2 separate regions of the Mus musculus genome follow, and region 2 is linked to region 1. The links are chromatin contacts, called in public Hi-C maps. All regions are on one chromosome and are shown on one strand. The core of a region is the stretch at or near the end of the contact, and the rest is flanking DNA. Distances in the headings are between cores, read along the strand shown.

Region 1 (7,531 bases), core at 1,445-3,944:
GCTGCCAGGAGGTCATGAACTGTGGATACTGGCTCAATCTGTAGTGGGGACACCAATTTCTTTAGTGGGAAAACCCCCTAACATTTATACAGTGCTTCACGGCCTATGAGAATATTTTCTCCTCATTTGTGGGGGCTCACAGACTCCTCTGTTCCTAACGATAGTGCTGTCTCTGATTAGCAGAGCTATCCTCCTTGTTCACTAGTCTTAGACTCAGAAACAGGCATGAGAGAGCTACCCTCTCCGCTAGTGAAATATGATTGAGGGTTTGTTCCTTGGGAAGGAGGCCTGATGGTGGTTTTGAAGATGCCCACACTTCAAAGTTTAGCATCCCTCTCTCTAGTCTGCTGCACATACAGGCACCTGCTAGCTCTGGTGAGGACCGGAGATTCCATCTGGTGATCTAGATTTAAATTCTGTACCTTCCTCAATGTCTACACCCCTAACACTTCCTGAAACACTTCCTCTTGTCCAGATGGCCTGCTAGGACTTCCAGTTAAGCACACTGACCTCCCTGTTCTCAGACTATCTCCTTATCTCCAGAAATTGGCCACAAATTCTTTGTGCTCCATCTTCTAGGTCAGCTTCCCTGTAATGCAGAAAGCTACCTTACTTTCCAGGGAAGAGGATTGGTATTCACCGCTCTTGAGTTGAGCTTAAAGGATAGCTGCTGGCAAAGGTGGCCAAGGTTGTCTTGCAATGCTAAGTCATTGTAGACCCAACAATTTGCCATAGTCTGCTTACCTATTTTTGCACCAAAATGAAACAAGGAACTATTTTACCCTGGCCTCCAAGACTTCATCTGGGCTTCATGAGGAAAGGGAAGGACAGGAAAGGTCACAGGGTCCCTGATGTCTGTTTCCGAAGCCAGAGTCCCTTAGGCAGCATCCAGTTGGTTTCCCAGCAACAGAAAAAGCAGCGTCATTTGAGGTTGCTCAGGGTACCTAGGAGCAGGCCATAATCCAGGCTTTAGAATGCCTTCCTTTTGGCCACTTCCCTAGAGCTTGGTAGAGTCAGCTGGGCACTGAGGAGGACAAACCTGCAGGTGCTGGGACTAGGGAGGCCAGGGCCAGGATAAATGCAGAGTCTTCCATGCAGCCGTTTCCAGTTTCCTGTCTGGGTCATCCCTCCTTCCTTCTGAATCCAGACGGCTTTGTATTAAATGAATTTTATGGGGGAGGGGTTTGCTACACTCTATATCCCATTTAGCTCCCAAATAAGAGACACAGAAACCTGGTATTTTGTTTACAAGCTGTTGCCACTGTGCTGGGCAGATTCTGAGCTATTTTAACGCTGCTGGATTGTCAATAATCAGATAAATGCCCCATTATTCACCATCTGCATCTGGTTCTGTTCCAGGTGTGTCCTTAAGGTGATTTTTCTCTTGGCCATGTGCTCATAATCTATCCTGCCTCACAGAGACTTCCTTCTCTCTCCTCTCTCCTCGTGGTTATAGCACATTGGTCAATACAATGCCCATGTCCAGACTGCAACCTGATCTTGGGGCCCAGAACTCAGCAGCTAATACACAGCACACAAAACCAGCCCCAACAGCTTTGCTTGCTTCCATTAGAGCATTTGGTGTGCTGCATTGAAGTCATTGGCAATTGTCACCAGATGAAATGTCTAGGTCTTCACCAGCTGCAGTGGGCACATGTGTGTGCAGCAGAATGTGAAGAGGGGGCTGCAAAACTCTGCAGTCTGGTCATCTTCAGGACCACCATCAGGCCCCCTGCCTGAGGAGCAAACGCTCAATCATATTTCACCAGGAGAGAGGCCATGGAGGGGCGTGTCCAGGGCACTACATAGGGCATTCGGAGGTATTCATTTTTTTATTCATGCATGTGTGCATGCCTGCACCTGCTCCACAAATATGCAGTGCCAGTGGCGACCAGAAGAGGGTGTCAGATTCCCTGGAACTGGAGTTACAGATAGCTGTGAGCTGACATGCTCTTACAGTCTCTTGGAGAACAGCAAGTGCTCTTAACTACAGAGCCATTCTTCAGCCCCCAGAACTTTTTTCTTTTTCTGATAGGATCTCATGTTTACCAGGCTGACTTTCCTCTAGTTATGTAGCCAAGAACCGACCTTGAGCTTCTGACTCTTATGCTTTGAGTTTCTGAGTTCAGGGTTACAGGTCTTCCCTACCATGTCCAGTTTATGCAGTGCTGGGAATCGAACCCAGGGCTTCAGGCATGCTAGGCAAACACTCCATCAACTGAGCCACAACTCCATTGCCCCATCCCTTTTGAGACAAGGTTTTACTCTGTAGCTCAGGTTAGCCCTGAACTCACAATAATCCTGCCTCAGCTGTTTGAGCATGGGGATTACCAGTCTGACTAGCCTCATCTGACAAGAATATATTTGCATCATGGTGCGTCCTGAGCTTGCTGGAAAAAAAAAATAAGTGTTAAATTTTAATTCTTCCTTCGCAGGCAGTTCCAGGTAGATCTCTTTCTTGGGTCCTAAATGACACAAAGGAGCTGTGGGGGATCACAGAGGGCTTCCCAGCATGGGGACCTGAGAGCAGCTGGTTGACAGTCTGAGCTGGGTGAGGGGAGGGGTCTTTAGCCCTTGAGATAGCTTAGTGACCTCAGGAACCTGGGCCTGCATCTCCTCATTTCTCTGCCCTCATTTGCCAGCAAAGCCCTATCCCTTCCCTTCCCAGCTCGGCCATGTGCCGCATGAGGTTCCAGGCAGCACACGTCTGTTTTTAGCTTGTGCCTCACGTGTGCTCGGCTAACTTAATAAGCTCTCTATAGGGCTAGCTTTCTGGAGAGACTGTTGCTAAGGGCCAGTCACACATTTCTCACTGTGTTGTGATGGAAACGTGATTAAATGCTGATCTGGGCACAGCACAACCTCAAGAAGTGTTTGGCTGGAGTGGGGTTTCATGGGCCAATGGGGCTAACCTTGTGACTTCAGCAAACGACTGGAATGCTAACACACCAGGAAGTAGGGGGCTGTGAGGACCCCAGGTGCATGCATTTGAAGCATATGTTTACTTGGACAGCTCTGCCTGAGCACAGCCAGGGGTCGCCTGCAGCAGGAGTCATGTGGCCCTGCCTGCAGGTGTGGATGAGCAGTTGCCTGTGGGAGTCATTGCTCCCTCAGCAGCTGGAGGCTGTGGAGCCTAAGTGAGGTAAAGAAGGGTTGCAGAGGAGACGGGCAGCAGACCTTTGGGAAGTGAGATTTTGAATAGAACCCTGACACACCAGTCTGGATGAGGGAAAGTGAGGAATCCTTCCTTAACAGGGCAGGGAGGATTAGTGTGAATGTCCACCTCAAGAACGAGCCACTCTGCAAAATTGTAGCCATGGTCATACTCACTGACACAGGCCTGTCGACACTCTTTCTAGGTGACTCCTCTTTCTACCTTCATAATTGCCCCGAAAAATTGCTATAGTTATTCTCATTTTACAGATGAAAACCGAAGCACTGAGAGGTGACATGGATTGCCTCCAGTCACAAGGTTTCTGACTCTAAAACATCCTAGGATTGGGACATTTGAAGGTGAGCTGACAGGAAGAGGGCTGGTGGGCAGAACAGTGACACTTGGCAAGAATAGTCAGCTGCCTCCAACAGCTTGGCCTAGATCCTGTGGCCCAAGGGTCTCTAAAGGGAATTCTGCAGAAATTGGCACAGCTTTGTGAAGTATACGCAGATCGGTCTGAATTCACACACAGGTCTGGTTGCAGCAGAAGTTACACACTGATAACCCACTACAAGTTGAAACTGGCAGGAGCTGAAAATGCATTTGGTATCCTAAGCTACCAAACATGACCACTTAGCAGCATGGAGTACTAGACAGTATTTTTGGTTATTTCCACTCATGACTGTAAACTTCTTCACAATGAAAGCACCTTACAAAATTGTCTGTCCCTTCCACCAGAAAAGATCCGAATTCCAACTTCCACGTACGGTTTCTACTCAGTGTGAATGGATAAGTAAGTGGAGAGATTATGCCATGTTTGTGGAAAGATTCGTTGTTCTTAAAATGTCAATTCTTTCCAAATTAATCTACAGACTAAATGTATTTACAATGAAAATATCAGAGGTAGTTGGGTGTGCTGGTGGACCCTACCTGGGCTCTCAGTGCTCAGGAGGCTGGAGCAGAAAGATGAGCACAGGTTTCAGGCTATCCTGGGCTACAGAGTGAGACTCTGAATCAAAGAAGGAAGGGAGGGAGGGAAGGAGGGAGGGAGGGAGGGAAGGAGGGAGAGAGGGAGGGAGGGAGGGAGAGAGGGAGGGAGGTAGAGAGGGAGGGAGGGAGGAAGGAAGGGAGGGAGGGAAGGAGGGAGAGAGGGAGGGAGGGAGGGAGGGAGGGAGAGAGGGAGGGAGGGAGGAAGGGAGGGAGGGAGGGAGGGAGGGAGGGAGGGAGGGAGGAAGGAAGAAAGGAAGAGAGGGAGGGAGGAAGGGAGGGAGGGAGAAAGGAAGGGGGGGAAGGAGGGAGGGAATGGGGGAGGGAAGGAGGGAGGGAGGGAGAAAGGGGAAAAAGCCCAAAGGGAATTCTGCAGAAATTGGCAAACTGATTTTTAAAAATGGTAGAGAAATGCAAATGATCTAGAATAGCCTAAAATTTTTTAATTTAAAAATTGACTTTGATTAAAATATTGATTCATAAGAGCAAATTTGGAGGGTTTTACAGCTTAATATACACTTCCATTAACGTGTAGCTGTAGCCTTTAAAGCACCAAGCTTTTCAAAGCAGAAACTGTGGGTCGGATGAAGCAGAGATTTCATGATCAGGGAGGGGCAGAGACATGGAGGATTCACAGGCCAGGTGCACTGGTTAGTTCCATGTCAACTAGACACAAGCTATTGTCATCAGAGGGGAGGGAGAACCTGGCATGTGAGTGTGACAAGCCTGTGTGGTCAACAGTTTCTGTACATTGGAAGGCTAATGAGAGAGAAATGAGAATGGCAGATGTCAAGTCCCAAAGAAACCTGGGAGACTTTTGGTATAGCATTGGAAATGTAAATGAGCTAAATACCTAATAAAAAATGGGAAAAAAAAAAAAGAAACCTGGGAGAAACTCAAAGAAACTCTGTACCAGTGGCTCCTCCCAGCACTTCTCGCCCCGCCCTCTACCTTAAACCTCTCCAGCCTGGGGGCGGGGCTTCTCTTCCCCTAGCATCTGAATCTCTAAATTCTGGCATCTGCCTCTTTCAGCCGCTTCCTCCCTCCACCTTCTCTAACCCGTAGTGTCTCTTCTCTTACTCTGTATATGTCTTCTCTATCTCTTCAGCTCCTGGAGCCTGCTACTCTTCCTGGGCAGCTCTTTATTAAAACAGTTACCCCTCTTCCTAACAGCTACACCCTCCCACCCTCCTGGGCCTATAAATTGTGACCCTTGTCCCTCATGGTTCCTCACCCCGCCCCATCCCATCCCCAAGCTTCGTGCTATGGTCTGCAGGTTCTCTATGCTCTCTGGGCCTCTACAGTATGGTGCTGGAATCCTTCCATAGGTGGAATTCTTCACTGCAACCCCGTTTTCTGATGCTCAGCTCCCTCTTGGACCTTATAGGAACTCTTCCAGAGGAGTTCAGGTTTACGACCCTTTTTCCTTTTCCCCTTAGAATCAATTTCCTCCTTGGACTCATAGGATTTTTATTAAAGCCTTGAAATCTTACTGCAAAGAGCTTGGTCTCAGAACAACTCAGGCAACGGCCCAAAATTGGCACACTCATCCCCCAAATCCTAACACTTCTGCCACCGCACAAATAAATGATCCCCAAACCTCTTTTATCTAAGTTTTATCTGCTCTACAACTCCCAAACTCCCTATTTTCCACTCTTCTAAATCTTTTATCTCTAAGATTTCTCTACATTCTGCTCTCAAGAAGTCTTTTAAGACTAGTATGTAGATACTTTTTTATTTGGGGATTTGTAAATTCATTAAGTGTGGTTAAAGAATCTGCAAAATCTATAATAAAAAGTTAGCTTAATACTTGTAACAAAAGGTTGAATCTTATGTGATTCATTTTTTAAAAACTTAAATTCAATTTTTGTTTAGGAAAATTGATGTTTTTAAATAGCAACCATGTGGCTTTCCTTCACCTTGGCTGATGACCTCATCATGATGGAGGCAAGCGTGCGGCTGGCAGCCATTTTTACTAAGGTTAGAGAGTACATACCTGCAACTTCACCACAATCTTGGTTAAGGTGACCATGTGGTATAAACCAACTAAAGAGATAATTATAGAATGTCTTAGCCTCACTGAGCACTCTGTTTATCACTGTATCTTCTTTTTAGATTAAGGAGGCAACAGCAGGTCTCCAAATATATTGGATTAGGATGGATTTTCATGTTATGAAAAGTTCATGAAGATAAACTCAGAAGCTGACACAGAGGTATATATCTAACTACTTATGTTTTTGTGAGCTGTGTTCAACACCAGATAAATTCTAAAAGATAAATTCCCAGATAAATTCCAAAGGTCTACTCAACAGCTACTGACTTGAAGATAAATGTCTACCCTCTTTGTCTTTATTAACTTTATTAAGCTTTGGATATTTGGATAAACCAAGTCTTACAAGAGTGTGACAGTCTGTAATGGTGCACTATAAACGGATAAAGTTCCCAGTTTCTCTACGGACTGTATTTATGGTTTAAAGTTTCATTTTTGATGCTAAAGTATCTTCAATGAAATCTTCAACTCAAATTATTAAGGCTCAAACTTAACATTAATTGACTTTATAAAATTTAAATCTTAATTTTATCAAAATTACTAACTTGTAAACTGTTAAAGATAATTAAGACATGCAGGTTAATGCTCTATCACCTCATAAATGACCAAATTTTTTAATGTGCTCAGAACTTATTCATAGTCATGCTAAGTTCCAACGCAATTTATTTACAGTGTCAAGCAGAACTTATCCATAGTCATCTACGTTCAAACGCAGTGTATTTACAGTGACAAGCTTGGTTTAGCTTCCTATGTTTGTATTTCAAGGTTAAGTCTAGAGCAGGTAACTAAATGCATGTATAGGATGTTTCAAATAAGGTATGCTTGATATGTGATAGTTCTCAAATTCTTCTGCTGAATATGGCATTTAAAATGTTTAATTAAAACAAAAAAGGTTTCCTGTAATAAACAAAAATTCTAGCTCCTAGAGGCAACCCTAAGATCTCCAAAGAAGACCATGGGGCACAGACAACTCTACCTGGATTTTGGCAGTGCTAACCACTGAGAAGAACTGTCCCACGCCTCACCCAGCATCAGAGCCCTGCCTGTCAAATGCTGTGGACACTGTAGGGTTGACTGCCTCATCAAGGTGGGTCAGTTTTCCCAGGTTTCTCCTCCACAGGAAAAATCTCTTGGATCTTCTGGGACTAGCAGCCAAAGGCCTATGCTGTTCTGTGCAGCAGCCAGAGGTGTAATGCCCTGTGTAGTATCTAAAGACCTTTGCCCCCCAACAAAGCCATCGAGACCGTGGAAGCATAAGGTAACCATCTAGTTAGTGGTAAGTCTCTGTCATTTTAATTGATACAGAGGCCATTTGGATTGCACTTCCTGCTGTAATTTAT
Region 2 (7,531 bases), core at 2,777-5,276, 56 kb after region 1:
TCTTTTCTTTTTTTTTTTTTTTTTGAGACAAGGTTTCTCTGTGTAACTCTGGCCACCCTGGAGCTCACTCTGTAGACCAGGTTGGTCTCAAACTCAGAAATCTGCCTGCCTCTGCTTCCCAAGTGCTGAGACTAAAGCTATGTGTCATCACTCCTGGCTGTGAATACTCTTTTTGTTTTAAAACTTTGTTGTTGTTGGTGGTGGTGGTGGTGATGATGGTGGTAACTATGCTTATTCTTTGCTATATTGGTTGTTTCTTGCAGGATCTTTTGATATGACAAGAACTATTCCCTTGTTGGTGGGTGCACTTAAAGCACCACCTGACTTAATTTTCAGTGGAACAACCAAAGGAATTTTTAGGTTGTTCTTTTGTTGTTGTTTTTTTTTTGTTTTATTTTGTGTTTTGTTTGTTTGTTTTTGGTTAATTTACCAAATATCAGGTTTGTATTTGGGACCCCCTCCTCTCTCCCCATTTCTCTGCCCTCCATCCCCACTCTGAGTAATTCTTTAAAAAATACAAGTGGCATTGAATCGCTGTCTTACCACTCAGTGAAAAACCAGGGTCCTCCAAAACGTTTAAAGGAGAAGATGCCACCTCTCAGCCCTGCCCACGCTGCCCTTGGACCTTCCCCACCCCTGCTCAGTTCATACAGCTGTTCACCTTGGGTCTCTTTGAACTTGACAGTTACATCCTGGCCTGAAACCTCTGCATTTGCTGCTCCCTTGGCCCAGAAAGCTGTCCCCTTACATTCTAACACCTCTCACACCACATTCCATTTCGGTTACCTCCTAAATGCTACCTCCCCCAGCAACTCCCCCGTTACCCCCCACCACTGGAGCACACTCCGCTGTCTCCCCCCCCCCGCCCCTTTATCTTTTTCCTAGGCATTTATCTCAAAATAAAACTAGGTACTTTCAGGCCAGTCGCGCCACTAGAATATAATGCCATGAATATGGAGGGATTTTTTTTCTTGTTTTTAATTTTATTTCCATATCCCCAGGCTCAGAATTGTGCCCAACATACAATAAGCACCCAATAAATACAAAATCCATGCACAAATGCACATGTGCATATTTCCTTAACCTCCCAAATATGTATGTGTTTGTGGACATATTTCTTCATATGGGCTCACAGTAGCCCTGCCCCATTTAGCATTGATTCTCATGACCTATTGATAAAGAGGAATGTTTGCTTGTTTAAGGTCTTAATGCATGTTTGGAAGATGATGTTCTGTAGAAGGGACATAGGGACACACTTCAGTTAACTCGTGAAGATCTGGGAATCCTTCTTTAGTAGAATTCTATTCATTTTATTAGGCACTATACCTGGCTACCAGACCTGGCTAGCAACAGTCTGAACAAGCCATGTTGATAACCTTGCCATATTTGTAAAGCTTCACTGGGAAGTTGTGGCTTCAGAGTTTACAGCTGTACCTATGTGACTTGAATTGTTTTGACCTCTGAAACATGTTCTCCCAACCTGGTCTCCAAGGGAGCACATTAGCTTGCACAGTAACAACCAGGCCTTTTCATGTTCTGGGAATGCCATATGTGAATGCTACTCCCTCCATGACTCTACCCTACCCCATGATCCGGATCTGGTATTTCATGTGGCTATCCCTGGAAGGAGATGATAGATATGTAATAGACTTTTTACAAACACACTCACAATTCAGCTTCCAATTAATTCCAAAATCCACCACATAGCCAAGATTATATTTTTATAATGTGTTTATTTGTGTACAAAATATGTTGTAGTTTACGATGCATGTGCAGCAAAATACTCTATCACATACAACAAAAATACATCTTAGACTCCCTTTCTCCTGCTCTTGGGGATGGCAACACTGTCTTGGCATTTCAGCAGCTAAAAATAAAGTGCTATTATTAAGCAGTATTGGAATGTCTTCACTTGACAAATGTGATGTACGATTGAGTATACAACCACATTTTGTTTGGTTTTCACAGAACAGGAAGCTCCAGGTCCTGAACACCTCAGAAGATACAAAGATTTGTATATATATGTACACATGTATACACTGTATATGTAAAATGCCAACAAGCCTCTTTGTCTGAGTCAGTTCGTTGCGTTCACGTTCAGTCCCTTTGCTCCAGCAGAGTCAGATTTGCACCACTGACACCTCAAGAGTTCATCAGCAGGCACCTTGACGCTCACCAAAGGCTGGCATGTTGGGTTTGTGGTGTTTGTGAGGGAACACGAGGAGCCCTTCAGACCTCACTGGGGGACCTGGAGCGGAAGGGCACTTTGGATTGGAAACAGCCACAGAACAGGAGCCACAAGGCACGCTGGATCTCCTGGTTGCGGAAGGCATAGATGATGGGATTGATCATGGAGTTATAGGTGGCAGGCAACAGGGTGGCATAAGTGTAGATGGCCGGGTCCTCTTGGCTACCCACCACACAATAGATGGCGAAGGGCAGCCAGCTGGCCCCAAAAGTGCCTAGCACCACGGCCAAAGTTCCCACTCCCTTTCTGGTGGCTGCTAAGTGGGGCGGTGCTAGGCAATGCTGTTGCAAAGCGATCTGGTGGGCGTGGCGCCAGACCACCTGGCAGATGCGCACGTACAAGTGCAGCATGATGCCAAAGACCACGAAGAAGGAAGTAGAGAGCAACGCCACATGGCTGCGTGTCAGGGGGCGCACCACGCTGCAGGACGTGCGGTCGGCCAAGCAGTTCCAGCCTAGAACAGGCAGCAACCCCAACCCGAGGGACACTGTCCAGGTGGCTGCTAGCAAGAGGTGCACGCCCAACAGGGTCCGGCGCGAGTAGTAGGTGAGCGCGTTGTACAAAGACAGGTAACGGTCAACTGTGATAGCAAGCAGGCTGCTGACTGAGGCGGCAAAGGACGCCACCAGGAAGCCCACCATGAGCAGGCTCACAGTCTCCGAGGGCACCACGTACTGGAACACGAAGTGTAAGATGAGGCCACAGCCCGCCAACAGGTCAGCAGTGGCCAGACTACCCACGAGCACAAACATGGGCGTGCGCAGCGCGGGAGTGGACGCGATGAGCGCCACCACCAGCGCATTTTCGCCTGCGATCACAGTTCCCGACACGCACAGCAGCACATCCCAGGGATTCACTGCCGAAAGCAGTAGTCCCGAGGGCCCTGCTGGCAGCTGAGAAGACAGCTCCAGTGACCCGTTAGGTCCGCCGCCGCCTCCCAGCGCTGCGGATGCTGCTGGGGGTCCCCATTCGCCGGTGTCCGGTGCCCCTGCTGCTGTAGCCGCAGCTGCCGCTCCCTCGGCCGCTACTGCCACCACTTGGGACTCGTTGAGCGCGGCGGCGCTAGCGTTCATCGCCGCTAGATGTTGCTCCCTGCACAAAAGGGACCGCAGATTGTCAGGTGCACTGCCCAAGCTACCGATGAACTTTCCCCGCTCTAACTGCTTCACTTAAATTGCTTATCTCACCTCAGGAACACGCACGGAGCGCAGTGGGGGAAGTGGGGGAAAAGTGAGAACCCCAATAAATAAGCACCTGTTGAGTGAATGAATGAACGGAATATACGGGGTTTCTGAGCTTTGGCAGAGGTGCATAGATAGATTCCACTACGCACTAGCATGCATGAACACCCTAAAACAAATCAACCTAGAGAGTCATCTCTTTGCAAGCCTGAGCTGGGCAAAGCCGCTGTCCGCGGTCCTGAAAGAGAAGTTTGAGAGCCAGAGACCCCAGGTCTGGAACTGGGGATTGAAAGGCTAAGGGGGGAATCTGCTAAGGTGCAGTGGTCAAGCCTTGCTCCAATTCTTTGACTCCTGGACGGACTCACTCCAGGACTGCCTTTTACCCCCTCGCCTTCCCCAGAAGCTCAAAGTACCCTTAGGAGCCCGCTGCTCACCTGGGGAGTCAGGGATCCCGGGAGTCTCTGGTCATGCGCTCCGCGGCTGTGTGCCTGGCTATCCTCCCTGCGCGGTCCGAGCAGCTGCCTGCAGAAGGCTGCCCCGCGTCAAAGAGGAAAGTACTGGTCGCCTGTCGCTGAGCCACCTTCGCTGCGAGTGAGAGGCAGTGGCAGAGATGGCAGGCTGCGAGCTGCGAGCTGCGCGCCTGCCCGAGATTGACAGGCGGGGTCCGGTGACGTCAGGCTCTGGGTTCTGGTTTCAGTGCATTACTAGCCACACCCGCCAGGCCAATCCTTCTTGACATTTCCCCACCCCTCACAGAAACATTTCAGAGAGATCCAGAAGGAAGGAGAAGCCAGAGTCTCTACCAGTCCAGATACCTCCAGGAATGGGATGGGGCTGAGAGGAGAGAGAGAGAAAGGATTGAAGAGAGCCTGAGGCCAGGCGAAAGAGGGTGAGCTGGAAAAGGAAGGCGAGGGGTGAGTGACAATAAGCCACATAGCAAAGGCCAGAGCCAAGGACCACTGAAACGAAGAAGCCACGGAGAAGGGGCGGTTGGGGCATCTGTAAAGGAGAGAGAGAGAGAGAAGTTCTCTTTGTAAGAGTGTTTATAGCGTTTGTGCCACTTGGCTATAGCCAGGGAAGAAACACAGAGCCGAGAAAAAAGACAAGATAAAAGGACAAGACTGGAAACCGTTTCTTTTTCCAGAGATTTACCCGAGGAATCCTCCCCCCCCCCCACCGTCCCCGTCCCCGTCATCTTTCTGAGCCCTCCCCTGCAGGTTCCACCACTATCTGATCTCTGCCCTTCTTGCTGGTGCCCTTGCAACTGCTCTTTAACTGAAGACAAGGTCTGTGTCTTGTTAGAAAAGAAGAAAACAGCAAAATGTGATTTACTTTCCTGGCAACAGACTTTGCCCTGCTAATTACTACCTTATAAAACAAATTATAGGACCAAAATAGTGATAAGTCAGCTGCACAAGACTTCAGTAGGCACGGGTTTTATTTTCAGCCCAGATAAATCACCCTTTTGGTTCAAAGGTGTTTTGGTTTGTCAGTAAAAATGCAAGTATTTGTCTCTTTCCTTTGTAACGAGACAGAATCTCCAATAGCTGTACTTGGGCCAAAAGCTAACGCAGCTGACTCTGTAAGAGGCTCTAAAAGAAATGAATACACACTGCTATTACAAGGCTGGACTGGGGCCACTGCTGTGGCCTTCACACATTACATGAAAAAAAAGCAACATACATTGTAGGTGCTTCTTGCCTCCTCCCAGCCAGTGCATATAAAGGAGGGGGGAAAGGAAAGGAGGGAGAGAGAGAGAGAGAGAGAGAGAGAGAGAGAGAGAGAGAGAGAGAGAGACTGAGACTCAGCAGGCCCATAGTCTGGGGGAGCATAGGGATGCTTGTGTTGGCTACTTTATAGACAGGACCTCCCAAACCACCCCTGCTCCTGCCTCAGTGCACCTGAACTTACCTGGGAGATGGCTCATGCCTAAGAATGCCCAGTTCTTCATGGCAACAGCCAATGCTGGGCTATGCATGAATTTACCCACCATTTGGGGGGTTTTGAGACTTAACACATTCCACCATTGTCATGAACATAAAACTCAGTGAAGCTTCACATTTCTGAGTTTCAGTGGAAGACTGTCATGTCAGTGCCAAGAACTTTGCTTCAGAGCTGTCGACTGAACTGTCAAACCGCTGCCGTAGCACGATGACTGCAAAGTTTGCAAATGATTCTGTCTGGTACAGGCTCAAATCCTCACTCGTGGCCAGGCCAACACAAAATCTTATTATGAGTGTGTGTGTGTGTGTGTGAGATTTTTTTCCCCTTGGAGCTTGATCACGTGGTTCTTAAGCATGAACATCATAAATGATAACACTGTTGCAATGCCAAAAGATGCACATGCCTGGCAGGAGAGGTTCAAGTCTGTTACAGTTTCACAGCCAGCCTACAGAGAATGGATCTGAGCTAACCTTACCCCTCTGTCCCTCACCTCCTCCTTCTCCCTTCCACCTCCTCCCTCCCCATCCACTCCCCTGTTTCTCTTCAGAAAAGGGCAGACCTCCCAGGGATATCAACCAAACGTGGCACATCAAGTTTCACTAAGATTAGGCACCTCCTCTCATATTAAGGCTGGGCGAGGCAACCAAGCACGAGGACAAGGGACCCAAAAGCAGGCAAAAGCATCAGAAATAGTCCCTGCTCCTTCTGTTAGGAGTCCCACAAAAACACCACACCACACAACTATAACAGATATCCTGAGGGCCTAGGTTAGACCCATGCAGGCTCCCTGATTATTAATTAAATCTCAGTGAGCCCCTATGAGTCCAGGTTTGTTGATTTTGTGGGTTTTCTTGTGGAATTCCTTGACCCTCTGGCTCCTCTGATCCTCACAGCCCCCTCTTCAGCACGAATTTTTGAACTCCACCTAATGTTTGTTGGTGGTGGGTCTCTGCATCTGATTCCATCAGTTGCTGGATGAAACCTCTCTGACAACTGAGTTAGGCATCAATCTGAGAGTATAGCTGAATATTATTGGTTATCATCTCATTGACTTTGTTTTGGCATGGCAACTCTTATAAGGAAAACATTTAATTGGGGCTGGCTTACAGTTTTGGAGATTAGTCCATTGTCATCATGGCAGGAAGCAGGGTGCTGGAGAAGGACACACTTTCAGCAAGGCCGCACAACCTAATGTCACTCCCTAAGCATTCAAATATATGAATCCATGAGGGCCAATTGTATTCAAGCCACTATCAGGGTAAGATGGCTCATGAGATATGATTCATGACTGCAGAGGAAGGTTGGTGAACTGCCTTTAGGTCATGGAGTTCTTTCTTAGACGTAGGTCTGAGACCAGATAGGACACATTCTTTTAACTCTCTCTCTCCCCATCTCATCTTTTGGGAGATAGATAGGAAAGAAAAAATGTTATAGTTATTATATGTGTGTATATTAGATATAATTAATTGTCTACCTTACCTATTGATCATACACAAGATCCTGCTCTTGCAAGGGTCTACTAGAATGTTCAGCCTGTAAATAACACACCATGTTCCACTACAGTCCACCCCTTGTCCCATACAGCAGATCGGAGGAGCATGGATCACCCATCCTTTGCTTGACTGGTGACCAAAATCTTTTCTCTTGAAACTTTGACCTGAAGATGACATAACAATGGCCATTCGGTGCTGGCTCTGGACCTTATGTGTGATAATCAGCCAGGGTTGGAGCACTCACATTGGACCTTAGACAGAGTGCACAGCCAGAGCAAGCTAGGTGGCACGAAAAAATCAAACTGACCTGTGAGAGGAGCAGAGTTGGACGTGAACAAGTGAGCAAGAGCAAGCTGTGTGAGGTGTGACCTCAGCCATGAAGAAGTGGCTGGCTTCTGGTTCTGTGTGTCTGTCTAGCCAGCATCCTGGGAGCCTTGAAACTTCCCTTTATGTCTCCACCACAAAACTTCCTAGCTTTGAACTACCTTGAGTCCGTTTTCATCCTGTGAATTCTTTGGGCTTGATAAAAGTACGTAACAAAGTATATTATTCAGGTACCAGCTTGTCTTATCCTGGTTACATTTTGGGAGTCCTTGAATTTTGATTCCTTACTTGCAGTCATAGTTTAGCATTGTTATAAGCAATCCAGTGACAGGCCCACTGTA

What was found. A called contact is a pair of places that touch in the nucleus more often than the background predicts.
Region 2: a contact with region 1 is called in a Hi-C map of cortical neurons, with 2.9 times the contacts expected there. The contact joins the promoter of Gpr6 here to the enhancer-like site in region 1. A contact is called at or near these places in 7 of 39 promoter capture datasets (3T3-L1-derived adipocytes, the HPC-7 cell line, embryonic stem cells and 3 more), 9 of 484 Hi-C or Micro-C datasets (the N1E-115 cell line, cerebellar granule neurons, cerebral cortex and 4 more), 2 of 115 datasets of contacts at active chromatin or transcription factors (both in embryonic stem cells) and 1 of 9 other capture datasets (pancreatic islet).

Annotation. Positions count from the first base shown.
Region 1 is chr10:41,013,992-41,021,522 of GRCm38.p6, forward strand. No RefSeq gene overlaps it. Among named protein-coding and RNA genes, the nearest start is that of Gm48057, 17 kb to the right of the region's middle. Within about 2 kb of position 2,695, at least 8 of the 459 cell types and tissues checked have an H3K27ac peak or open chromatin away from gene starts, as enhancers often do. A contact at or near this core is called in cortical neurons and epiblast stem cells, where this site is marked.
Region 2 is chr10:41,068,264-41,075,794 of GRCm38.p6, forward strand. It overlaps Gpr6 (G protein-coupled receptor 6), which reads right to left and starts at 4,027. Exons shown (of 2, transcript NM_199058.2): 1 at 3,864-4,027; 2 at 1,714-3,340. The coding sequence starts at 3,321. The coding sequence ends at 2,230.